Regions from separate parts of the Mus musculus genome. Here all the other regions are linked to region 4. A link is a contact called in public Hi-C and promoter capture Hi-C data. All regions are on one chromosome and are shown on one strand. The core of a region is the stretch at or near the end of the contact, and the rest is flanking DNA. Distances in the headings are between cores, read along the strand shown. Region 1 holds the start of Gnaq (guanine nucleotide binding protein, alpha q polypeptide). Region 2 holds the start of Slc22a8 (solute carrier family 22 (organic anion transporter), member 8). Region 3 holds the start of Gng3 (guanine nucleotide binding protein (G protein), gamma 3). Region 4 holds the start of Zfp91 (zinc finger protein 91). Region 5 holds the start of Chrm1 (cholinergic receptor, muscarinic 1, CNS). Region 6 holds the start of Asrgl1 (asparaginase like 1). Region 7 holds the start of Snhg1 (small nucleolar RNA host gene 1).

Evidence for each region. Promoter capture Hi-C pulls out the DNA fragments that hold promoters and counts their contacts. A called contact is a pair of places that touch in the nucleus more often than the background predicts.
Region 1: a contact with region 4 is called in a Hi-C map of B cells, with 5 read pairs. A contact is called at or near these places in 1 of 39 promoter capture datasets (pre-B cells) and 1 of 484 Hi-C or Micro-C datasets (B cells).
Region 2: a contact with region 4 is called in a promoter capture Hi-C map of pre-B cells, with 2.5 times the contacts expected there. A contact is called at or near these places in 2 of 39 promoter capture datasets (hippocampal neurons and pre-B cells).
Region 3: a promoter capture Hi-C map of cranial neural crest shows a contact between it and region 4. A contact is called at or near these places in 2 of 39 promoter capture datasets (cranial neural crest and hippocampal neurons).
Region 5: a promoter capture Hi-C map of hippocampal neurons shows a contact between it and region 4, with 3 times the contacts expected there. A contact is called at or near these places in 2 of 39 promoter capture datasets (cranial neural crest and hippocampal neurons).
Region 6: a promoter capture Hi-C map of pre-B cells shows a contact between it and region 4, with 2.9 times the contacts expected there. A contact is called at or near these places in 3 of 39 promoter capture datasets (frontonasal cranial neural crest, pre-B cells and second pharyngeal arch cranial neural crest).
Region 7: a contact with region 4 is called in a promoter capture Hi-C map of cranial neural crest. A contact is called at or near these places in 1 of 39 promoter capture datasets (cranial neural crest) and 1 of 484 Hi-C or Micro-C datasets (B cells).

Annotation. Positions count from the first base shown.
Region 1 is chr19:16,130,836-16,134,365 of GRCm38.p6, reverse strand. It overlaps Gnaq (guanine nucleotide binding protein, alpha q polypeptide), which reads right to left and starts at 1,682. Exons shown (of 7, transcript NM_008139.6): 1 at 905-1,682. The coding sequence starts at 1,040.
Region 2 is chr19:8,591,708-8,595,222 of GRCm38.p6, reverse strand. It overlaps Slc22a8 (solute carrier family 22 (organic anion transporter), member 8), which reads right to left and starts at 2,041. Exons shown (of 11, transcript NM_001164635.1): 1 at 1,931-2,041; 2 at 984-1,340. The coding sequence starts at 1,316.
Region 3 is chr19:8,837,950-8,841,709 of GRCm38.p6, reverse strand. Gng3 (guanine nucleotide binding protein (G protein), gamma 3) reads left to right here and starts at 2,464. Exons shown (of 3, transcript NM_010316.3): 1 at 2,464-2,719; 2 at 3,057-3,156; 3 at 3,439-3,760. The coding sequence starts at 3,058. The coding sequence ends at 3,567. It overlaps Bscl2 (Berardinelli-Seip congenital lipodystrophy 2 (seipin)), which reads right to left. Exons shown (of 12, transcript NM_001136064.3): 2 at 1,926-2,134; 3 at 286-602. The coding sequence starts at 2,000.
Region 4 is chr19:12,794,170-12,797,972 of GRCm38.p6, reverse strand. Zfp91 (zinc finger protein 91) reads left to right here and starts at 1,850. Exons shown (of 11, transcript NM_053009.3): 1 at 1,850-2,989. The coding sequence starts at 2,640. It overlaps Gm44505 (predicted readthrough transcript (NMD candidate), 44505), which reads left to right and starts at 1,850. Exons shown (of 13, transcript NR_024093.1): 1 at 1,850-2,989. It also overlaps a transcript of Lpxn not described here.
Region 5 is chr19:8,661,746-8,665,456 of GRCm38.p6, reverse strand. It overlaps Chrm1 (cholinergic receptor, muscarinic 1, CNS), which reads right to left and starts at 1,452. Exons shown (of 3, transcript NM_001112697.1): 1 at 1,000-1,452; 2 at 457-548. It overlaps 9830166K06Rik (RIKEN cDNA 9830166K06 gene), which reads left to right and starts at 2,122. Exons shown (of 3, transcript NR_045314.1): 1 at 2,122-2,716.
Region 6 is chr19:9,133,878-9,137,307 of GRCm38.p6, reverse strand. Asrgl1 (asparaginase like 1) reads left to right here and starts at 1,742. Exons shown (of 7, transcript NM_025610.3): 1 at 1,742-1,793; 2 at 2,321-2,521. The coding sequence starts at 1,754.
Region 7 is chr19:8,721,893-8,725,292 of GRCm38.p6, reverse strand. It overlaps Snhg1 (small nucleolar RNA host gene 1), which reads right to left and starts at 1,806. Exons shown (of 10, transcript NR_002896.3): 1 at 1,787-1,806; 2 at 1,104-1,152; 3 at 810-890; 4 at 572-621; 5 at 247-279; 6 at 37-71. It overlaps LOC115489078 (a small nucleolar RNA gene), which reads right to left and starts at 1,300; the gene lies at 1,229-1,300. LOC115489084 (a small nucleolar RNA gene) reads right to left here and starts at 1,042; the gene lies at 968-1,042. It overlaps LOC115489083 (a small nucleolar RNA gene), which reads right to left and starts at 761; the gene lies at 692-761. It also overlaps LOC115489082, LOC115489081 and a transcript of Slc3a2 not described here.

The DNA.
Region 1 (3,530 bases), core at 433-2,932, 3.3 Mb before region 4:
TCGCTTGATTCCGAACACTCTCTCGGAGATAATAATCAATATAGCTCCTATTTGAAAATAGCATTTTCTTGCTAATTTCATGTTAAGGGAGAATGTTGGGTTGTTGTTTTGTTTTGTTTTGTTTTTTTAAACGCGATCAGAGGGAAATTTTCTCTCACTCTTCCCGTTTTTTCTTGGAGCCCAGATGGCAAGATACTAAAATGTCCGTTTTAAACAAAAGGTTTCTGTTTGTTTCCAGGAGAGTAACTGAGAGGCTGCGCTGGTTTCCAGTAGAAACTGCTGTGAATTCAGGCATACATCTGGGTCGCCTCATTAAACAAAAGACACCCGTCTGCTGTCAACAACCACACAGTACAACACTCCCGGATCCTTCATCTTTATCCGGAAGGAATGGTTCATAGAGACGCCTGTCACCATCCACTGGCCATGCAACTCTCTGGGGTCACTCCTGTCAGTGGCCTGGTGGCTACAGTATAGCACATTTGGGCTAGTCTTCCCGCCCCGCCCCTGCCCAGTACGTTAACCCGGGTTTATTGGAGCGCCAGCCAAGGCTTCCTCAGCACCTTTCCTAGCAGAATCCAGACCGGGGTCTGCTCCCCGTTTCCACCCTTCCCTCTCCACCCCACAACGCGCCACAATGGACGCTGGCCGACCACCGCACTGCACGCCATTGCCCACCCGCGCCGCTCGCGCGGACGCTCAGCCGTCCCGCAGACGCTGTGCACCGAGCACGGCCCTAGCTGACACCAAAGGCGCACGCCGCGGATCCGCGCCCGGGAGCCCCGGCCCTCGGCCCCTGGGTGCGCGCGCGCGGGTGCGGGTGCGGGTGCCGGCCGGGGACGCGCGTGGGGAGGGCAGCGGCGAGCCGGGGCGGGGGGTACCGGGGCCCAAGGGCCGCACTCACCCAGCAGCAGCAGCTTGAGCTCCCGGCGGGCGTCGCGCTTGTCCCTGCGCAGCTGCCGCTCGATCTCGTCGTTGATCCTCCGGGCTTCCTTGGCCTCCTCGCTCAGGCAGCACGCCATGATGGACTCCAGAGTCATTCTTCCGAAGTGCCTCGCTGCAGCCCCGCCGGCGCCCTGCTCACACGCGCGCACACACGCCCTCCGCCCTCGCTCCCCCGAGGCAGCGGCGGCCGCGGAGCCCCGCCGCCCGGGCGCGCGTCAGGGACGAGCTCAGGGGAGCCGCGGTAAAGGAGGCGGCCGGGCCCGCAGCCCAGGCGGGCCGGGAACGAGCGGGGCCGGGAGCCTGGGACGCGCGAGGAAAGGCCGCCGCGCCCCGCCGCGCTCACACGCCGCCTTCTCGGAGAGCGCGCGGCCCTCCAGGCGCCGCCGCCGACGCTGCCCAAGGCTGTGCGCCCAGCGGCCCGAGCTCATCCACCGAGGCGGCCCCGCAGCGAGCGACCGCCGACGGCTCAGCGCGCCCGGCGCGCCCGCTCCTCGCCGCCGCCGCCGCCGCCGCCTGACTCGGCTCCGGGCGCCCTCGGCCTGCCCGCGCCCACTCGGCTCGCTCGCAAACCGGGCAGCCGGCCGCCGCGCGCTCCCCGCCTCCGCCCCCGCCTCCGCCGGACGCCCACCCGGCCCGATTGCCAGGCGCGCCGCGGCTGCTCAGTGCTCGCCCTCCCCCTCGCCACACACACACATTTTCTCCTTTCTCTGAACTGGAGCACAGATCCGGGAGGGGGCGGCGGCGGCGGGAGGAGGAGGAGGAGGACGGGCGCAGGGGGCGGGCACAGCGCAAGGGGCGGGACCGCGGCCCCTCCTGGACAGCTCGCGCTCTCCTCGCCCCGCCCCCGACTGCCCGCCCCGCTCGCCGGCCGCCTCCCTCTGTGCGAGCTCCGGCGCGGCGGTCACGGCCGTTGGAGCGGGTCCGGCAGGCGGACACCGACCTTCGGCTGCCGCTGGGCTGCCGGGGCGTGGTCGGCGAGAATATGGCGGCCTCGGCCTGCCCTCTGGCCGCTGGCGCTGCGGGAGCCCTGCCGGGAGCCCACGCGCTGCGCTCCGGGCCTCTCTGCAGCCGGGCTGCCCTTTCCTATTTCTAAAACGCCATTGGGAAGAAGCTGCCTCGAGTGGCCTCTGACCCAAGATCCATCTTAGAAGATGGGATGCTCTTTACTAGGGAAGAGAAAGGATTGTCACTGGCTCTCTGGGGGTTACTGAGGGATCTGTGGACGGAACTGTCCTCCTTATCTCCAGATAGGAATCTGAATCCTAAAGAGAAAAAAAGAAGCTGCCCAAGTTTCCAAGAGCCTCCTGATCCGTTCCAACTTTTCGGGTCACTGAGGTGGTTTCTGTTTTCCTACCAGCACACTACGTTAAACAGTCTGGTAATGTAGGATTGACCCTTCTACACCGTGACAGTTAAGGATGACTTCTGGGAGAACGCCAAGTAGTACAGAATGAAATGAAAGAGACAGATATGGTGGCTCACACCCATAAACTCCACACTCCACAGGCTGAGGCAGGAGAATTGCTTCCTGAGCAGTATGAGACCTTGTAGCAAAGAAAAGGGGGAGGGAGAGAGAATAAAATAGGAGAAAGTGAAGAAACTAGTATCATTGGAGCAAAATTCTATTTGGTTTTTATACTTCTAATTTGAGGTGGTTTACTAATAAATAGAAAATATCTTGTTCATTCAAGGTTGTATTGGGGAAAAAAAAAGGTTCATTCAATTCAGTGTGTCTCAAACATCAAGAGGAGAATCGTACTATTTTTCCTGACTTTATAGATAGAAGTGGGCGCCTCCACATTTCATGCTTTTCATAAACTGCTCCTGTTGATCTGGGCTGCAATGTAAGATCATACCCATTGCTGCAACTTAAGAATGAAACAAGTCTTGGACTTCAAGGTCTCTCCTCTGGTTTGCCTTATTCTCCACCACCACCACCACCACCCCACCCCATCCCCCACCCCCACCCCCACCCCCACCCCCACCCCCCCACCCCCGTGATACACTGCATGCATACATTCAGCCTCTATGCCAGGACTCAGATGGAGTTGTGGACGTAAAGTCTGTATGTAATACTCTGCTTTTAAAAAAGATACCTTGCCAAAGAAGCAAAGAAGCAAAGAAGGTGAACCTCTCACCCCTTTTATATGAATACCATCAGAGCTGGTGTAGACTAGCTGTGAAAATGAATATTTAGATACTAAAGATTCAGAGTCCAAGGCAGAAATGTAAAATAGAAGAATTGGGCAAGAATTGCAAGTAATACCCAGCCCCCCCTCGTGGGGGTGGGGGTGGGGTGTGTGTGTGTGTGTCCTAGAGAGACACAACAAGCTGGAAAACAAAACGATCAACATTTCATGTCTGGTTTCCTAAGGAGCCCCTGAGACAAATTGTGCCTTTAAAGTGTCAGTAATATATTTTGCTTAACTGACCTCTTTGTTTGTCACTTCTGTCTCAGCCCCAGGGACATGCCCTGGTACAGATATTTAAATTGACAAAAAAAAAAAAAAAAATCAACGTATCACTCACTGGAAAGAAATCAGGAAGTAAGGAATGCCAGCAATGCACAGGACAAAGTTATATAA
Region 2 (3,515 bases), core at 792-3,291, 4.2 Mb after region 4:
TAACAGGTTACCTCTTTATGAAGCCTTCCTGAAATCTTTTGGCTAAAGCTTCCCTTGAACTTTGTACTAAGGGGCATTTTGCTTTAAAATCCAGCTCTGAAACTGAGTGGCACTGAACAGTCACCTCTCTTCCTGGGGTCTGAGCACCTAACCCTCAACAGCAAGAAGACAGCCGTACACATCCATACACCGGAGAGCCCTGCAGAGCACTCAGCACTTGTCAGGCAGGCAGCTGACATTCAGCAAACACCACTTCCAGGTTCCTCATCTTCCTCCTGTCACAGTCTCCTGACTGGCCTGTCAGTTCATTGAAGGATTTGATTTAACTCTAGTTCCTGGAAATGATAGGTAGGAGAATCAGCCACTCCATAGGGTGACTGGGGAGTAAGGTCATACAGACACTTATGTGAGTGACTGACACCCTCTGGATCCACCCAGGAGCCTTCCAACCTTTGCAATGTGAAATCCCTCTGCTACCCAGCCTCCCTGCACCACCCCTCCCCCAGCCCCGCAAAGCTTTGCACAGGATGGAATGCTCCTCTTCTAGTCTAGTTAACCCCTTGCCTGCTGTTCTAATCTCAGCTCCAGGGATGCTTCTTTGAAGTGATTTCATCTCAAGCTACTCTTTTCTTGTCCCTATAACCAGTCCAAGGGTGGAAGATTGCAGCCCAAGGTCACTGCACAGCATGAGGTAACAAGTTATTCCACAAGGCTGTATAACACCCTACTAGGAGGAGAGACTGTACAGCTCAGCATCACTGGAGCTCAATACCACGCTATAGATTGTTGAAGGAATGCTTGGGCATGAACGAATCAAACCACTCAGTTCTTGTGCATTAGCACTGGGATCCTTCCTCTTTGCCCAGTTCCCATTCTTTCAATCCCAGGAAATCTAGGCCCCTGTGTTTTTTCTATCCACAAGTGCTGCACGGTATATGGAAGTACCTAAGGTGAGGTGGAAGGAGAGAGGGTGCCAGACATACCTCTGTCACAATGGTGTCTCTGGTGCTGTTGTAGATCCAGCCATCCAAGCATGGCTCGGTGGCCCCCTGGGTGTCATTGGGAAGACTGGCGTTTGGCAGATGCACGAAGCGGAGACACTTCTCAGGCTTCCCGTTTGGGCCCAAGGGGAGTACCCAGGGCTCTAGAGAGGCGTTGGGGGGCGGGCGACAGTGGTGGTCAGGGGTGGTGGCTGTGAAGATCTGTAGCAAGTTGTGGTTGGCTATTCCGAGGATTGGGAGGGCCAGCAAGGTCACATGCAGGTACTGGAAGGGGCCCATGCTTCCAACACGGTCCAGAATCTCGGAGAAGGTCATGGCACCAGGCAAGATGAACCAAAACTGTAGGCAAGGCATCAGGCCAAGAAGAGGTGTGTGTATGTGTGTGTGAATTGTATGTAGGCCTGTGGAGCATCATAGAATCACATGCATGAAGATGTACCTAGTTACATGTGTAAAGATTTGGGGTTCTGGTGTGTGGATGCATAAAGATGTACACAGTTGCAGAGAGGGATATGGGATACCAGTGTGGATGCAGTGCTATGTGCACATCTAAACTGCACTCTTGAAGGTCATGTGAATGCAGGCATGTGGCCCTGTGCTTATAGGTCGTAGATGTGTAGGCACAGGGCCACATAGTAGGGACCAAAGGTCCAGATTTGGATGTTGGTTGCCCAGGCGGGGTGTGGGTGAGGGTGAGAGAGAGGATAATACACATTTCCGATTGCTTCATGTGGGCTAAGAAGGATCTGCTCAAGCTCCAAGCCTCCTTGCTGTTCCCTGGGGTGAGTCCCCTGTGCTGGAGTATCAGAAGAATCCAAGTAGGTCCCTGAAGGCTTTAGGGGTTTGACCAATTACAGCGTTACAGTGAGGAAGCCTGGCTTTGGGGTGTTCTTGGGTGCTAGACTTGGGGGTCTTCAATCCCGTCTCACCTGGTGGTTGGAGCTGGATTCAGTTGGGCTGGAGCTGGATGCAGCAGTTGCCCGTGCTCTGTCCTAGGGTCCAGCAGCTGCTGTAGTAGGACAGCTCAGCTCTAACAAGCTGTTTGTGTCTCCCCTGGGGTGCCTTATATAAGGCATAAGCTGTTTCCTGGGCTAATGTTTGACTTTCTTTGGAAGATTAACATCCGGCAGGGGGAATGCTGTGCACCCACCAAGCCCAGCTCTCCTGAAAGGGCTGCCTCAGCCAAGGCTGTTGATAGGGTGGAGAGGGGGCTGGGGAGTGGAGTGTGGCTGAGCCTAGAGGCTGCTTGCTGGACAAAGGGCTTAGTGGCTCAGGGCATGTTTCCTAAGCGAGAATCTGGAAAAGGACTCAGGTCTGCGTGTCCAGAGTGCCTCTGAGCTGATGTTCAGAGGACCTGGAGTGGAGAACAACCAGCAAGAGAGGTGCTCCTGCACATGGGAGGCAGCATTCCTGCAATGGATCATCTTTCATACCCGGCTCCTGAGTAGATTCATGGAGAATGTTAGAACACACTCAGACAGAAAGGCCCAAGCACTGGTCCTTATGGTCTCAGAGGTACCGTGCCTTGGGCTCCTGGAAACACCAGGGCCATCCCTGTCTGAGTCTCAAACACAAGTGACCATCTCCCATCTACCTGTGGACTTATGCCACCGGCTGCTCTTTGGCTTCTCTCTGCAGTCCCAATGGCTTTGCTTATTTCTATGAGTACGGTTTAATTACCTAATAATGTGCATTTCTTGTATAAAACAGAAATTCTAACAAGCCAACACAAACTGAATTAAGTACATTCAGTTTCACCCAAGAGCCAGCTTGGGCAGGGAGTCTTGTGGTTTGTGGTTACTTTTCTCCTACAGACATGTCTAAGACAGGGTCTACCAGTCAGCTGGAAACTTGGTTGACACACTTATGGCAGGCCCTACTGATAGGACTGTCAGTTAGGAAACGGAGAAGTTAAGTAACTAGCTTAGGGTCCCCAGCAGGAAGTAGGTCAGGGGTGTGGCTTCAAGTCCATTTCTGCCCTTAAGCATCTAAACACACATACACAGACACACACAGACACACACACAGACACACACACACAGACACACACACACAGACACACACACACACAGACACACACACACACAGACACACACACACACAGACACACACACAGACACACACACACACACACACACACAGACACACACACACAGACACACACACACACAGACACACACACTCTCCCTCTCCCCTTCCTCCGCCTCTTCCTTCCTCCCTTCCTCTCCCCTCCCTCTCTTCTGCTTCTTCCCTCTCCTCTCCTCTTTGAGTGTTTGAGTCAGGATCTCGCTATATAGTTCAGCCTGGCCTTTAAGCCTCACAGCAGTCCTCAAGCTTTAGACTCCTCTCAGTTGCTAGGATCACCAGCATTCACTTGTGCTTCTGGTGTGAACCAGAGTTTTCTATGAAGTCTGCTTCTTTCTTAGCAAAGTTGCTTAACCTGCACTGCCTTTTAAGTCACAACTGGCTTGCTTTTAGCTGACTATTACCATTTCTGGGACCCCCCCCCCCGGA
Region 3 (3,760 bases), core at 1,215-3,714, 4.0 Mb after region 4:
TAATTCTCCCAACTCAGCCTCCCCAGACTGGTATTACACACGTGACCAGGCTCTTTTTCTCAGTTCTTAACCACAATTTCCAGCAGAGGCAGACCTAGAACCCTAAAGCCCTACCAGCCCAGACCTGCTCAAGCCTTGGCTCAGGAGGGCAGAAGTCCTGATAGCACACTAGAATAAGATTTCACCCTCGGTCAATACTGGGATTCAACAGAGGAGAGACTCCACAAGTCCCTGAAGTAATTTTCAAGTTAAGATCCATCTACTTGAATGGAGCAGCCTTCTCACCTGTAGTGGAAGTGCACAGGGCTGAGGTGGCTGACCGTCGGCATGTAGGAGTAGTAGAAGGAGCCATAGAGGAACACAGACACCCAAAGCAAAAGAAGGATGGTGCAGAAGAGCACCCCAAACTGCAGCATCAGCCTGCGGGCACGGCCTGCCAAGACGTGGCCCACTTCCTGGGCCCACAGTAAGGCGGGGACTGGTGGGTCATTGACCATGATGGGGACAGCAGGGGGTCTGGCCCCAGCCTCAGGCTTTGAGTTCCTGGCTGGTCTTCCACAGGGACGATACCCTTGGCCATGGGATAGGGCAGCTGAAGGTTCCTGGAGAAAGAGAAGGGAAAAGACAGTTTCTTTTCCAGGGTAGCTGGAGACAAAAAAGCTTATTCAACTGGCTTTGAAAACTAGAGGTAGCAGGGCAAAGCAAAGTCATTGCTTCACATGCGCTTCTCTTCCAATTACTCCTTCACCTCCCTCCACTGAGTGTGCTTCCAGCCTCTTCCTCCAGTTTCGGGAGCCTGGGACAAACCTCCTTGATACATTCACAGAAGTATAACGTACAGAGAACGAGGCCTTTAAATCTCTCTCGAAACCCAGATGACATGGATCCAAAATGCCAGAGGTTTGCAAGGAGGTGAGTGACTTGCCTAAGGTTGCACAGCCGGCCAGTCTGGCTCAAAGCCAGCAGCCTTAGAGCAGTCAAAATTGCCTCCCAAGAGTTTCTTTCCTCTGCCTGGACCTGTGCTCGCTCACGGAGGAAGTGACCCCTACCCCCGCACAGCACCCTGTGGCCGACGCTGCGGCGCCCACCCCTGGGGTAATGCGGTGTACACCAGATCGCCACCGCGGCGAGGCAGACTCACCGGCCTCTCGCTGCCCAGGCAATATACAGAAGGCAGTTCCGGCTGCCGAGGAAGCCCCGCCCAACTGTCAATCGCCTACAGGGGCTGAGCCTTGCATAGAGGGCAGAGCCTGTAAAATGCTTTGCTCCCCAGTGTCTCTGCCCATTACACTTTAGTTAAGTGACCAAAGGACCCATTATAATCTCCAACGCAGTCTGGGACTCCTTGGTCCTCCTTTCCAGGCCTCAACCACAACCCTCTGCCCATACCTTTACCACCTGTCTTTTCAGTGTGATTGAATGGAGGTGTGAAATAAATGCTGATTTTGTTTTGTTTTGTTTTGTTTGTTTGTTTTTTGTAAATTCAGTAGAGTTCCTTGGGCCTGTAGGAGTCCAACTGGAGCTCAGAGAGCCTTGCACCCTGCCAGAATCTGAATCTTGTGTGTTGTGTGCGCAGATGGTGCCGTCCGCTAGTCAAGCGTGGCGGCATTTCAACCCCTTTCAGTCTCCAGTTTTTATGCTGCGTGATTGACCTTCTGTGACCCACGTGATGCAGCCAACCTCAAAATCCCTACAAAAAACCATGAGACTAGATTTCTGATGGTGGCATCGTCTGGATAACGTCCTCCAGGAGGCAAGGCCAATGCACATCTTTTTGAATAGTAGTAATCCACTCAAATTACATGAAAAATTTCCAATCGATTCCCTATTTCCCCAGTGCCAACTCTTGCCACCCTACTCCCCACTCCGAGAAGCCCACCTGTGTTCACAACATTCACACTAACTCTCGTGGCAAGGTGCCTTACCTCGTCTTTGTCTGATCCTTTGATCTGGTCTCTGCATGTCTCTCTTGCCCCAGCTTCTCTTCTTTGATGTATCATTTCTTTAGCTATCTTCCTGATGGGTTACCTCTGGGTCTCCCAGCTCGCGTCACTCACGTGGTAGAAAGTGGTGATCTAGAAGCTGATCACCTGTAGAGTGTTACATTTTCCTAGCTCTGAAGAACGGTGGGTCACTGAAAGAAACCAAGATTCAGGTGCTAAGTGCTGTGTCAGGGTGGGGGTGGGGGTGGGGGAGCAGCAGCCCAGCTGATGTCAGACTTTCAAATGAGCAGGGTCTTCCGCAGTGGGGACAGACTCTAATGCAGGGGCTGTCACAGGCCCAGACCACCCCATTTGAGAGGGGAGCCTGCTTCTGCCTCAGGCCCTTTGGGGAGCTATCTAGTTTAGACTAAGGACTTGTACAATGGCAGGGGCAGGTAGTGAGAGAGCAGCAGTGAGGGTGTGCACAGGGGATGCAAACAGCAGACTGACTCCCCCACTGTCCAGGCAGTTGGTATGCGCCAGAATCAGCAGCTCCTTCTAGCATCCTTCATCCTTCAGGTACCAGCCATCTGGGCAGAACTTAAGCTGTGGAGACTGAGACCACCCCTCCAAGGATCTCGTCTGAGCATCTCTAGTGACCTTCTCTGCATTAACTGTCAGTGCTACGGATATTTTTAGCTCCAAGTCCTGGCAGGGTGGGGCACCTATCTGAGGCAGGGTTTGGTGCCCCCTCCCCACTGACCCTACATCCCTGGCTGCCGCTGCTGTTACTTCAGGTGAGTAGAAAGCAGCTTTTTTTCTCTTCAGGGCTTGAGGGGGGACAGGTGGCTGATGTGATTTCATCAGGGTGGGGCTCTTTCTGACTGAGGCTTTCATTGCTGGTAACATATTTGGCTCAAAGACTTAAAATCCTTAAATCGTTTGTATAATTTGATGACCAGGACCCAGGGGTTAGGAGAATATTTCATTTTATCTTCTCCATTCTCCCTACTTAAAAAAAAAAAAAAAAAAGAAAGAAAAAAAAACCTGGGATGGCCACTGGAGAATGGGGGCACAATCCCAGGTGTGTGGTTGTGAAGAGCTGAGTGTTTCAGCTGACTGTCTTTACTCCAGGATGAAAGGGGAGACCCCCGTTAACAGCACTATGAGTATTGGTCAAGCACGCAAGATGGTGGAACAGCTTAAGATTGAGGCCAGCTTGTGCCGGATAAAGGTGGGTGCGACCCTGGCTCCCATCAGCCCTTCAGGGCTCAGCTGTGGGTTTGCAATACCCTCCCCTCCCCCCTCCCCCCAAGAAAAGATGCTTCTTTTCTTGACACCCTGAGGTCAGTGGCAGAAACTGGGCTTTGTCAGCAAAGTTGTTCCCGAGGACTGGCGTTGGGGGAGAGGGCTGTCTCAAAGGGCACTAGAAACAAAAAGATAGTCTATTGGAGAAGAGAACTGCAGTCCCTTTCAGGAATTCTGGTTAATGTATCCCTTCCTGGCTGGGTTCCAGGTGTCCAAGGCAGCAGCAGACCTGATGACATACTGTGATGCCCACGCTTGTGAGGACCCCCTCATCACTCCTGTGCCCACTTCCGAGAACCCCTTCCGGGAGAAGAAGTTCTTCTGTGCGCTCCTCTGAAGAGCGGTGGACCTCCTCTGAACTCATCGCCCCCTCCCAGACCCGCCCTTAGATTGGAAATTGTAGTAGATCACTTCTACCCGCATTTACCCGGAGATTATTTGAAGCACAAGGCCCTCCTTACCCATGTCTACCCCATCTCCTCACCCTTTCAGGCTAACTCCAAGCACCTTCTACTCTATCTATAAAGGGA
Region 4 (3,803 bases), core at 601-3,100:
GTGCTCATGTAGGCATTCATAAGTTGTAAGAGTAAGAAAGCGCTCTCCTTGTACCACTGGGGTCCCACAGATGAAATTCATCAGACTTTTCAGCAAAGTGCCTTTATCTGCTAAGCAATCTCACTGGCCCAGATTATAGATTCTTTAAAGTTGAAGAGAAGTGGGTTCACTTTTGAATTCTCTGATCCTGGTTTATCCAGTTATTCAACATTCAAACGTCTACAGAATAAGGAAGAATCAATTGAGAAGATTTAAGATACTGGGTACTAAGCTTCCAGAATCTGAATTACAATTCCTGCTCAGTTCACAATTTCTCCAAAAAGGTGAGAGAGGTAGATTTTTATCTTATTGTGCCTTTGTTCATCTCAAAAGGAAACAAACAAACAACAAACGCATTTAACAGAAAATTGCCTAGAAAAGGCAGTATATAAAGAACTATAAGTATGGCCCTGTGAAGTGGGTTTTGTCCCAGTGTTTACCAAGAGACTAACAGGAATAGGGAGTAATAACTGGCTAGAAGAATAGAATAAAGGGATAGTTTTGTAATGATCATCTTTTAAAAGGAACAAGTCATTCATTTTACTAAAACCTTTTTTAAGAGGCTCGCTTTTTGTATTACTTTAAGCAGCCATTGGATGTCAGTGCTGTTCCAAACGTGCTCATTGCAAACAGCGCTAGAAAATTCATTCCTACTGATACCGTCGGGTTTTAGAACTGAAAAGGACACTAATCCTTTGAAAGCGCAAAACTCGGTAGACTATAAAACATTTGCCTTATCTGTGTGGCAAATGAGCCAGATGCTGGGAGGAAAAGAAGAAAGAAAAATGAACTTCTTTAAAAGTCTAAAATTTAATGGCTAATATAAAATTCTGAATCAGATTTCCAAACTTTGTATCTTTCCATACTGTTGTGTAGATTTTAACTTAAGACGTTTGCATCTTCGAAGTGTAAGGAGTCTCCTTGAAAGTCGTTTCCTGGTTGCAATGTGTAAAAGGCAACCCAAGGAATGCAAACAATGTTTAAGAGGGAAAGAAATGCATACAAACGTATAAGAGGCTGCATTACCACCAGTTGCGGTTTGAACGATTGGAAAGCCCCCTTTCCCCATCAGGAAGGTACTTAGCTGTAAACGCTAGTCAGAGCTGCTATTATGACTGTGTTTCCTGTGCCGCAGAAACATCTACAGACCGCAAAGGCATTCAGCCTCGGGGTGGAGAACGTGAGCGACAGCTAACTTATCCACAAAAAAATCAGTGAGTCACGCTAACCGGCTCTCCAGCTCCAGCACCACAGCCAACGGCAATTCCGTGGCGCCCCATCCCTACCAGGAAACAACTTTACACTTCGTCCTACACGTTTTATTAAAATTAAGTTGACAGACGCAGAACGAGTCCCTAACCTCCTGGGCTTCACAAGTGAGAGGCTCAACACAAGATGGAGGAATAAAAAGGAGCGTAGCTAACAGGTCGCAGAGGAGGCGTCAAATGACCAGACCGAAGTAAGTAAAGACTATGACGAGGGCACTTCGGAGCACTTACACAAAAAAAGATTAAAAGAAGTAGGATTCTCTCCCAGGGACCCCTAGCCTGTAATTGGCTCAATATTTTTGCCAGTTGTACGCAGGCGTCGCGACCTAACCCGGAAGCAATGCCTCGCTAAAACGTAATCTCAGACCTCAGATAGACGCTCCCAGCCTTCCCTCTGCCTCTAGTTTCCCATGATTTCTCTGGAAGCGCAGAGTAAATAGGACTACGTCTCCCAGAGTGCCCTCGGCGAAGTTGGCCCTGCGCGTGCGCCTCACGACTATCCCGCGCTGTCCCCTCGGCCCCGCCTCTATCCTATCGCCGCCATTTTTTCAGAGACTTTCATCCGGCAACGGACAGGGCCTTTTTTTTCTTAAAGGAGAAGCTGCAACTCAAATAATTTACCACTTCTCCCCTCGAGAGCTGGCGGCGCTGGGGACAGAAAGGCCAGAGCAGGAAGGTGGGGGTCTGGGTGGAGGCGGGATAACGTCCAGGCTACTTCTTAGGCTAGTAAGAACCCTTGAGGGGACAGCGGCGCCTCCGGGAGGCAGGTGCGCGCGCAGCCGGCAGGGGGGTGCGCGCGCGGCTGAGAACGGTGCGTTTTGTCCTCGCCTCCGCCCTCGCCAGCCCTGCCCCTCCCACCGCCCCTAGCTTGAGCCGAACTCCAAAGTGGGGGGGGAGAAAGGTCACTTTGGGATTGTCGCGAGACGCAGCCGTTTAACGGTGAGAACGGGCGCGCGGGCAAGGAAACCTCGCGCTCTCCCTCGGAGCCGTTTCCTGATTGGTTGGAGGAAGGGGTGGGGGAGGGCACCGAGTGCGCTGCTGCGTGTGAGACCGCGAGGGGCCGGGCCAGGGGGGCCGATCCTCCCCTCCGATTGGCCCGCTGCGTGTCCGTCCGGGTGCGCGCGTGCGCGCCGCCGGCGGTCGCTGGCTTGAGTGGCAGGGGGCGGGTGGGGGGGGGCGCCCTCGGAACGGGCGGAGGGGCGGGGGGGAGAGAGGCGCTCCGGAGTGAGGGAGCCGGACGCTCCGGGAGCCGAGGGGGGCGGGGGGAGCTGCGCCGCGGGCGCCGCCGCCTCCACCGCCTGGGACGCAGGGGTGGGGGACGGACGAGCCCCGATGCCGGGGGAGACGGAGGAGCCGCGATCCCCGGAGCAGCAGGACCAGGAAGGGGGCCCAGCAGCGGCGGCCGACGCGGCTTCGGAGGAGCTCCGGCCCGGCGCGGCGGCGGCGCCGGCGGCGCCTGCAGAGACCGCGAGCAGCCGCGTGCTGAGGGGAGGTCGGGACCGCGGCCGGACCGCTGCGGCCGCCGCCGCCGCCGCTGCCGCTGTGTCCCGCCGGAGAAAGGCCGAGTATCCCCGCCGGCGGAGGAGCAGCCCCAGCAACAGGCCTCCCGACGGCCCAGGGCATCAGCCCGCGGCCGCGAAGCCCCCGTCTCCTGCTCAGGGCAAGAAGAGTCCGCGACTCCAGTGAGTAACAGTCTTTGAAGCGTTGGGGAAGACCCCCCTCTAGTTCTCTCTCCCCTCCCGGCTCCCGTAGCGCCCGCTCCACGTGACACCCTGCTTGCTCTGCCCCCTGCCGGCTCGGCACGCCAGATGTCACGCCGCTGGCGGCCGGGCTCCGGCTGCTTCACTGCCTGTGGCCGCCAGCCCACGCCCGAAGTCGCCCAGTGCAGGCTGCACGCCCTCTGCCTCCCGCCTGCTCGGTCCTCACTCTGGCTTCTGCACCCCCTTTGTCAGCCTATCGCTTCCAGTGTTACATCACATCCCCGTTAGGAAATCAGCCGCACCATACTAGCCCTGAAGAGTGTTTTTACCTGTTCTTAACTTAGCATTCGAGCCACTTAGAAAGTAGCCTTCCTCGCCCTTCTAAATAGTCTGGTCGTCAGAGGAAAACACCGTTGTGCAAATTACAAGTATTTTCTACAACTAAACTAGATGTGTAGTTCTTTTTACTAGTATATAAACTTTTTCTTTATGCGGATATTTTAACGTAGGTACTTATTCTTAAAATTACATTGATCTGAATTACTACTTTGAACTAATTAGAGGCCCTTAACAGATGGCCAGGAGCAAAAATATTTTAAATTGCTCATTAGAGTAATGCTTAAGAATAATTAAGTACATGAGTTTATAAGTTACACGTTTTAATCAGATTAGTTATTCACTGTTTAAGAGTATTATGTCACTTGATTTACAAGTAAGAAAAAGACAGAAAATCAAAGAACAGGAATTTCGGTTTCAGATAACCTTCAACCTTCCAGTAGAGACAGTGCAAGGGCTT
Region 5 (3,711 bases), core at 203-2,702, 4.1 Mb after region 4:
ACTCTGAGACAGGAGACTGGCTACTGGAGACTGCTAGCCGGTGAGGCAGGGGTCACTGAGCCAATGGGATGAGCTGCAGATAGATGTGCACTGTAAGAAGAACTGAACCCCTCTCCACTGGCGCTAAGAACCTCTAAGGTGAAGAAATTTCCATGAGCCAACTGCCCCTTCTCCAGACACCTGTCTTAGAGGTGGCAACTCCAAGAGTCAGAGCCTCTGGATTTAACTCATCCTTACTGGAGTCAGGGAACATGTGTGTGCATCAGTACCCTTGTATTGCCCGAAACCTGCCTTCTGCAAGCCAAAGATACAAAAACACAGGGAGGGCCCTCTGGGTCCCCTCGCGTGCCAGGACCACATTGTCTGGGTGGTGTGGCTATCCATGTGCTTATCTGTCTCCAAAGAGCACTGGGGCTTTTTGCCTGGTCTCCTGCTGGCTTCTGGCCCAACACCCACCTTGGCATCCAGCTTGTCCATCTGGCCAGCAGCCTCATTCAATCCATCTTGGGGGGCTGAAGGTGGATAGGGGAGGTAGGATTCAGGGTTTCCTGAAGGAGGAGAGAAGGAGGCTCTGGGACTGGTGTCCCCAAAAGTATGTACATGGGGTCACTCTTCAACTAGGTGCTGGTAGCCAGGGCTGCCTCCTGCCCTTCCCCTTCTGCCTTTAGTGTGCTGGGGGATCTGCTAACCACACAGCCATCTAATCTCTTCTGAAGTCTAGGTTGAGTTTCCTAAGAAGGTCTTTACCTCTTCTGCCAGCTAAAGCACAGAAAAACATCAGATAAATCCACTGAGAAGCAGCAGACAGGGTGTTTGTAGCAGCCAATGCCCACTGCTAGAGAGCCCTCTTGGCCTCTAGACCCCTCCCTGGCCACCTCCCCTTTCAAGAATCCACCCCCATTCCTGTCTCATCCTTGTCCCTGCCCTGTCTCAGAGGACCCTGATGCTTCTGCACCCAGCTCAACACAGCCCCTCCCAAGCCCTTCCAAATGTACTCACCATGGGACCGGAGAGGGGTCTGTAGGGTCCTCAGCTTCAGTGCTTCTCCGGGGGCCTGCAGTGTCTCCTGGGACCCAAACACCTGGCTCCCGGGGGGAGCTGCGCCCTGTGCTGGCAGCCGGAGAGGCACAGCCAGTGATTGGCATGTCCCACCCCCTGGCACGCCAGCCTTGGGGGGGAGGGAGGAAGGGAAAGAGAGGGAGGGAGGAAAGGGAGGAAAGAAAGGGAGGGGGAGCAGGAGGGAAGCCTCAGGCAGCATCTGGGGTTGGACTAAGTCCTGGAGTGTGCCCCCCTTGTCCACAAGGGCACCCACTTTGAGCCTCGAGAGGGAGGAGGCAGGACATGAGGAAAGAGAGCCCAGGAAAGCTAAAAGTCCAAGAGGAGAGAGAAGGCGGATACAGGGAGACAAACACCCACACCCACTGCACACAGACTGGCGGCACACACACACACACACACACACACACACACACACACACACACACCCTCTCACAAAGGCACACTCTGTTTCCCGGGCACCTTCCCCCACCCAACCGGAAAGCCCCCAACTCCTGTGCACCATGTCCCAACACACATGCCCCGACACACATGCCCCATTATTCACATGCCTGCTTCCTTTGCATACCCTCCCCCCATGAACATGCCCACGCGCCCACCCACCCACCCACCCAGCCACACACCCTGCTCTTCCTCCCTGCTGTGAGGGAGCTAAATTCCTTCTGTTTGAAAATGACACATTGGGCCTCACGTGAGAGGTTCCAACTTGGACCAGACCCAGAGGGCTGGCTCACCCACCCTGGGACGGAGTGACATGCCCGCATGCTGGGCAGTGCACTCTGGTGTATGGAAAGGTCTGGTGTGAGGGTATATGTGTATCTGGTTTGTGGAGCACTGGAGAAACTGTGTTTGTTCCATATGCTGTTCAGGGTCCGGCATGTGTAGTATGACATGTGTGCTCATGTCATTATGCAGCCTACGTAAATCCAGGTGTGACCCTGCCAATCTGGAGCCAGAACGCATGTGGGAGCGTGTGTCTGTGCTCAGTGTATGTCTGAGTGTTGCCCAACTGTGGAATTGGCTAATTTTGACAAGTGAGGTAGCATCTACCTCCCTGACTGCTCCACCTCCAGCTTCCCCTTGGTAGACAGACAGACAGGCAGACAGACTGCTCTCCTCCCTGCTTGTCAAACTGTCTCCCCTGACTCCCACTTTAGGTTCACAGGTGTGTACCTGGGAAGTACGAGCCACTCCTCCTCTCAGCCTACGGTTTGACCCTCATCCCCCCTCCCCCCCAGGCTGGTTTGGATTTCTGTGTAGAGTCTCCTTGGAGATAGAGACAACCCCTGGGGGCTTTGTCATAGGGACCTGGGTCCAGCAATGCCCCAATAGAGACTTCCTGGAGAGCTGACCACCGAGGAGAATTGGAAACACTAAAAGCTCCTGTGTGTTTTGCCCCATGGGCTGTGATGAAGCCCTGGGAGGGAGGTGGGAAGGACCGAAATCAAGATTGCCTTTATGGAGGAGAGAAAGCTAAAGGTAGGTTCCAGGTGAGCTCTAAGCTCAGGGTTTTGGAGTCCGGGGCACACCCATTCTTCCTTCTCTCTTCATTTTCCTACCAATGTTGAGACTGGAGCTCAGTTGCCAAAGGAACCAGAAAAGGAAGAAATTGACGACGACTCTGGGGCTTGGGCCAGCAGATACGGGACACAGGTGGCAGGTACGTGTGGGGGCATCTGTACTCTTGAGGCTGCCAAGGGGTACCCAGTGCGCCTTCTCTCTGTGTTTGGTCATATACTACAGTTTGGGGCGGAGGGGGTGTCGGGGTCAGAGGATCTGAACAGCTCCTCCTCCCACCTTCGGTGGCATTAGACCCTTAGGGTTAGGTCAGAAAACAAGCAGTCTCTGTGGCAGGCTGCCCCCTACTGGGCCATCCTTAGGTTGCGGGCTGCATGTTGGGAGAGCCGTGGGGGTGCGTGTACTTGTGCGTGTACACGTGGTTTAGAGTGGGGGAGTTAGGCCTCCACATCCATTTCCGAGTCTGAATCAAGCTTCCTCTTTGCCCCCTTCCCCCATTCTTCTTGCTCTCCCTTTTCTCCCACCGCCTCTGCACATGTCCCTTTAGAAATAAAAACACTTATTTTGTGGGCGGGAGGGGAGGGTGTCCAGCTTTCCTCTGCCTCCTCCTGAGTGTCCTCATCTTTGGTCCGTGCAGCGTTCTGGAGTCTGTGCAGCTACAGAAGAAGGGGTCTATAGCCCCGTACCTCCTGTTGTATCACGCTTTTTGCATTCCCGCCTAGCTTGGCTAGGTCTCCTCATACCAGTTGGGGAAACTGAGGCACGAGGGAAGAAGGGAGGCAGCGCGGGGAGAAGAGCTCCCGCCCGGCTCGCTCGCCACCCCCGCACTCGCGCCGGATTTAGCCGCAGGGAGGCTGGGAACATTGTCTTTATTTTAAGCCGCCGAGTGCGGCACGAACGCGGCTGCTCCCGACAAAGGGCTTCGCTAAGCGGCTGCAGGCGGCGCACGTGGGGGTCCGGCCCGGCCCCCACGTGACCCCCCTCTCTGCTGCCCAGACCCTCTTCAGCATTTTTCCCCTCTGTTCAGGTGGGGGCGGGTCTACACAGGACTCGGGGTCTGCGCTCCTGCTGGTTGCTATTTTTGATCAGCATTGGATGACTCGGCCCAATCATAAATGCTTCTAAGTAGGAAAAGAA
Region 6 (3,430 bases), core at 493-2,992, 3.7 Mb after region 4:
TAAATGGGGAGCAATGCTTATGCAACACTGAAGCAGAAGATACTTAGAATAAGCATTACAATGCCCTGTCTGGATTGCAACTAGATATGGGGACAGAGAAATCAGCTTTTGAATAATAGAAGGATAATCTTTACACGGTATACAATAAAAATTATGCCTACAAGGTTCAACTACATAGTAAGTTTGAGGCCAGAGTGTAATGTATGAGACCATCTCAATTTCTTTTTAACTAGAGCAAATTCAAACTCCTCTCTATAGCAGAGCCACTCTTAGAGCCTCACATTCTGATGTAAAGTCTCTCGAAGAAAGAGAAAGGGGTGAAGATATCACTAGTGGGAAAGCATAGAATACTGTGGAAGGAGGTGGACAGGCAACCAAGACTGGGTAATACCAGACCTGATGCTCTGGTTTCCAGAATCAAAGGCTGGTCCCTTCTCCAACATCTCTTTTGCATATGATCTTTCTTCAAGCAGAAATCTCTAATTATGTAGCAAATAAACACAATAAATGAAACCCACCCCAATGAGGACAAGACAAATCTACTCAAACCTTGCTAATGCAAAGGAACCAACCAGCCACTGGTTTTGGTAGAGACTCAGAAGCAGGCAAACGGGTAGGAAAGGGCTCTATGGGGAAACAGGCTGTGTCCTGTTTGGATGCTCTTGGCCTAGGGAAGCTAGGGATAGACTAACTAGAAAAGATGGCCCTTTGTGATGGTTAGGGGAATCAGATACAACTTTTCTCTAGTTGGTGGTAAGATGGAAACAAGAAAAAATATTAGGAAAATTGGCACTTACCCACCGGGTCCTGACCATTTGAAGCCATCTTTATTGAGGTTTATTGAGGTCTACAGAAGTAATGGTTGGGAAGTCTTACACAAGGTCAGCCCTTTTCATTAACATATGAGCCTGGGTTGCCCCACCTTAAAGAGAGAAGGACTTGCAAAATGAAAGTCTATCTTTGACACCAACTCATCTAGCCAATAAACAGTACAAAGCGATTGATAACGAAAATAAAATATTGCTTCAGTAAATTTAAAATTAGAAAACAAAGGTTGTGAGAAAAAAACAAACTCATAATTCAAGTAAAATTGCTTTACATAATAAAGCAGGGCATTCTTCCTAGGTGTCACTGCTACAGAAACCTGTAGATGTCACTGGCATCTGTTCTCCCTCTTTGACTATCAGAACAAAACTAGACTCTAGGATCCCTTTGGTGAATACGAAGTGTTTGGTCTTCTACCCCTGCCGCCACAACTGCTGGAAGCAAGGAAAGAAGAAATGTCAACAAAAAGAGGGCACTGAGAGATGAAAGGATTTAGAGCTGGCATCCCTAGACTTAGAGGAGGAGAGGAGCTGGGATTTCTGGGCTCTCAGAGTGTCTAATGAACAGAATCTGTCAAATTAGAGGCAGAGGTATACTTTATTTTCTTCTCTTCCGAAAGATTAAGATGGGGAACTTAAAGGGAAAAGGTTTTAATGTAGCATTCTAACTAGCAAGACTTAAGAGCATGCGATAATTTCAAGGCAAAGGAGACAAAGGGTCCCGCGTGCTACTAGGGAAGTAGAAAAGCAATGTTATTCTAGATCTGGAGTCCCGGAAGGCTGGTGCGCAGCGCTAGGGACCCCGGGGCTTTACGGTAACTCAGCAGCGCCCCGGGCCCCCACCCTCGTGCGCAAGCGCGGAACCGTTGCCTGCAGAGCGGTTGCAGGCGGAGCGGTTTGCTGCCTGGTGGCTTGGCCAGTTTGACATCATGGCGTGCGCCCGCGGCACCGTGGCGCCGCCAGTCCGAGGTATGGGAAAAGAAACAAGAACAAAAATGTAGGATTTACCAGAGACGAGGAGCTCAGGTCCGAAGGACGTGGGGAAGTCCAGTCCTCAGGGTACCCCGGACCCTAGGTGGAGTGAACTGGAACAGAGAGCACGGACCCCGGGAAACTGAGGCACAGAGAGATTCCTGGGAGGAGGGCTGGAGCTCTGATACATGCGACCTCAGTACTGGCGCCGAAATAGAGGCTGGTGTTCTCTGGGGAAACTGAGGCTGAGGGGTAGCGCTGTGGCACAAGCGCAGGCTCGGAGTCTTGACACCAGGCTTTCTGAGCCACAGATGCCCCTGCCAGGTCGGAGTGGGAGAGCATGGGGAGGAATGCTGGGAGGCTTGGGTCGCTTTGGGGTTTTGTAACAAAACTCTCACTGAGCGGGGGGGGGGGGGGGGGGGGGACGGACGACACTGAACGGAAACAACTTTGACGCTGCTGCTCACTTGAGTTGGTTCCCTTGGACCGGTACAAAATGACACTCGCCTCTTCCTGATGCCTAGCCTCCATCGATGTGAGTCTCGTGGTGGTAGTCCATGGTGGCGGAGCAAGCAACATCTCAGCCAACCGGAAAGAGCTGGTGCGCGAGGGCATCGCCAGAGCGGCAACCGAGGGCTACAAAATCCTCAAGGCGGGAGGGAGCGCGGTAGATGCTGTGGAAGGAGCCGTGACTGTCCTGGAAAACGACCCAGAGTTCAACGCAGGTAAATTATGCTTGCCAGGTGAATAATGCCAAATCGGAGCAAGTTCCTGTCCACACCGACGCGGTATCCTTCAGTCTGACTGGCTTTGTGGTCAAATAATACTCTAGAGCAAGATGCAGTGCTGAATTTCCTCATTTTGCACTAAGCAACTTGTTTTGAGAATTTTTTTTAAGTCTGTTAATTCGCCTTTTATATAGCCTGCCCCCTAAGAATTCAATACTAAAAGCCAGGCATCTTGTTGGAGAGCCCTCCATAGCCTGAAACCATCTTCAAGCCTCAGCCTTCCAAGTGCTGGCTTTACAGGTGTAGACTTTTGGTATTTGTGGGTCTTGAGGTAGACTCTACATACCATAAAATGTAGCCATTTCGGCTTTGAGACCTGTGTGTACATTCCCTCCCTCTACCCCTCTGCATCTGTGTGTTTTCTCTGCCTCCCCCAAATTAAGCTCAAAAATCTTGAAACAGATGCTGGGAGAATCTTTTATTATAATATCCGGTCCCTGCTAAACAGTAAAGTCACTAATCATCTTCTGACTAGAAAATTGACTCTGGATAGGTCTCTAGGTGGAGACTGATCATTTTACAGACCAAGCCCTAAGTGGGAATTTGAGATTTACAGCCCCTCTCATCTTCTAGAAAAGAAAAAGGGGCCCCCACAATGAAGCAATCCAAAAACTATCCCTGAATTTTGGGGATGGGAAAAACCTCCAAATTGGTGAGTATGGTCGTATGCCAGTCCCAGCTCCACAGCAAAAGTGGGCCCAATACCCAGCACCCTTCCAGACCCTGCCCGGTGTTTGTTCATCTCAGTGTTGAACTGCCTCCTTTATATGACACACTAGTAAGACATCTGAGTCTGTGAACTGCTCTAGAAAAGGAAGCCCTAGCAGGAGACTGGCTTGCAGTTGT
Region 7 (3,400 bases), core at 557-3,056, 4.1 Mb after region 4:
TGCACATACACCACACCACACACTGGAATCACTCACCTGTAAACCCACAAGTATGGCACTGCTAACAGAACCTGGAGAAAAATAACAAACCTTGAAAAGGCTGGATATAAGGCCCTTGCCCCCACACTACCCTTTGGTTTCTCAGGTGTTCCTGTGTTTTCATTAGCAGTCATAGTGAGCTAGTTTGATTCATCATAGAAACAGCAAACCTAGTGAACAAACCCCATCCAAAATAATCTAACTAACCTTTGAATGCCTGAGATTTGTCACCAGGAAAACCTGTGGAAGAGTAACAAGTAGTTATTTTCAACCATCAGGACAGAATTACAATCTGTCTGTCAGCACTAACTGCCATCAGAACTCTAACATGCTATAAATTCACACCTTCACGGAGTGTTCAGTGTCATCATTTCAAATCATCTGACAGTTGAGTTTTTAAGAGAACAAAGGCCTTAACATAATGTGTCCTCTAGAAATACAAATAGTAAGCAGCAAAAAAGTGTTGTGCTGCTTCAATGTCTGTCTTGACTATTTTCCCTAGGGAAACCCTAAGCTCTACTTGGACAATTACCTGCACTCATCCTGGGAGGTAGCTCGAACTCTTCATGTTGTCACAGCACCCTGGAAACAGAGAAACAATGTCATTTTTAAATGTAATCACAGCCACCTCAGCACCTTCTTTCTTCAGCCCATTTCAGTAGTAAGATGACATCATTGCAACTCAGCCATATGCTTGTCATTTACATTGTTCATCATTAAGTGGCCATCTAAATATGTTCCCTAAGGAAGCACCAACCATCAATACCTACCTGACTACAAGCAAAACGTGTTATTTGTAAAATTGAACAGGCCTGGCTCCAAAGTGTAAAGGGCTTTGAGATGAACCACATCTAGAACAGAAAAAAAAAACCCCAAACTTCAATAAAAGACTTTATGCCAAACAATCCAAATACCTGCCACAGATTGTGCTACTCAGAGAATTTTTGTTTTCTCCACTAAACCATCAGAAAGAGAGAGTTCAGTTTTCATATCATCCCCGTAGCACACACACAACTTATACTCAACAACCAAAAAAATCTGGTAAAACCATTAACACTACTTACTCTGAAAAGAGAGCGTACACCCATCCTTTTGTAAGGTGGCACCTCAAACCTGTAGAGAAGTTAGCATCGGGTTACTTCTACACCAAGAAATCTCTAAAGGATGAGAAGGCTGTGATGTAGGGCCAGCCTCCTCAGAGTTACTTATCCTCACAGATATATCAGTACAGGTCTGTGAAAAGGTCCTCATCATAGGGGGTGGCCTTGCACTGCCGCCACCATTTTGTCCTTCACAAAATCCTGTCATCTTTAGGTCTTGAATGCCCTAACATGGTCTCCCCGCTAAGACTACGGAACAGATTACCAAAGTCCACATTTATTAACGCTGCCCACGAGGGTCTTTTAAATCACCAGAAATAAACATTACGTAAGAAAATACAGGCGGCGGTTCACAACAGTGACAGATAGGTGTTTGTGATAAAAGCCAGCCGCAGTTATAGGAAAGCTGATTAAGAGAAAGACAAGAGCCAGGCGTGGTGGCGCACGACTTTAATCGCAGCACTCGGGTGGCAGAGGCAGGCGGATTTTAGTTCGAGGCCACCCTGGTCTATAAAGTGAGTTTCAGCAGGACAGCCAGGACTATACAGAGAAACCCTGTCTCGAAAAACCAAAAAAAAAAAAAAAAAGAGAAAGACAAGAAAAAAACAAAGTGAAAACTACAGCACATAAAGACGTAGAGTACTTACCCCGAACAAGGAAAAATGAGGCCGACAAGAACAACGTGTGGCCTATAAATAGCATCTCGCAAAGGCCCACGGGATTTGGAGGTGGGACTAGGACTCACGCAGGCGCTAAGGTAAGCGGTGTGCGAGCCGGAGGAATTGTGGGTAGAGGAATCCGCCCAAAGGGGCGTGCGGAGAGCTCCGCCTCTGATTTTGCAGCGCGAAAAAGAGGCGCAGGCGCTTTAGGGGAGTGCGACGCTACGCCTTTGGCGCTGCGGCTAGGCGGTTCTTACTCACTGCGGGTAAAACGTCATCGCTGGAGATTTTGGTTCGCGACCCATACAGCTCGACTGTCTGGGTCACAACTACCAATATCCATACGTTGAGGCGATTTCTCACCCTCACTCACGCTAAGCCGCGTGTTGATCCATCTCTATGGATCCTGAACCTACTGAACACTCCACCGACGGTGTCTCGGTTCCCCGCCAGCCGCCCAGCGCGCAGACGGGGCTTGATGTCCAGGTTGTCAGCGCAGCGGGCGACTCAGGTACTGGGCCCTGGGCTGAGCTCGGTTGGATTTTCGCTTCCTTGCATGAAGCCTTTTAGGGAAACCCAGTCGGGACTAGAAGCCCTACGTCATTCTGGAGACCGATTTTTGTGTTTTGCTTCCTGGTCTATTTTCGCCATGTTCTTGGCCCGGATTGAATGAAGTAGGGCCAGCATTTAGATGTCATTTATGGAGCATGTTGCATGTTTTGTTTTTAGCAGTGCTATAGATTAAAGCTGCTGCTATGTGCATGTGTAGATAAGTGCTATACTACTGAGGCTGACAATTCTCCACACAACTGGGCTTACCGTTTAAAGCACCCAATATGAGTTAATATTCCACACTCCTAAAAGTTAGGGATAACCCTCATTTTATGCATGGGTGGTCTTAGATATAAAGAGCTCTGGGGGGAACAATCATTAGAATTTACCAGTTTTCTAAGTCGCAGCTATAGACTGGTTATTGAGAGTGTGCAGTAGCATTATAGTCATATGCATATAGCAAACATCTATATGCAGAAGCTTGCCTTTCGAACAATTATCATTACTCTCATACTAATTGCTCTTCTGCATGACCTCACTTAATAATCCAAGTTGGAAGGTGGTAAGGTACAGTTATGGGTGAGAAGCTCGGGTCCCAGAGAGGTTAAGTCATTTGCTGACTGTTACCCAGATAAACAGTATCAGATCCAAGGTATAAATCCAGGCAGCCTGATTTCAAAATCAGCACTTGCAGAAGACCCTGGTTCAATTCCCAGCTAGTAGCCATCTGCAGTTCCAGTTCCAAGGGATCCAGTACCCACTTCTGGCCTCCATGGGCACCTGACACACACGTGGTACATACACATCTAAAGTTTAATTAAGAAAAAATAATGCTGGGCATGTTGATTCATGCCTTTAGTCCCGCCCTAGGGATGCAGGCTCAGGAGGAGTTTGAGGAGCTCAGCGGCTCAGCATGTACCACATAATGAGTTCTTGTCAGCCAGGGCTACATAGTTGAAACCCTGTCTCAAAAAAGAAAAAAAAAGTATTTTAATTTTTGTCTTTTTTTTTTTGGCTTTTCGAGACAGGGTTTCTCTGTATAGCCCTGGC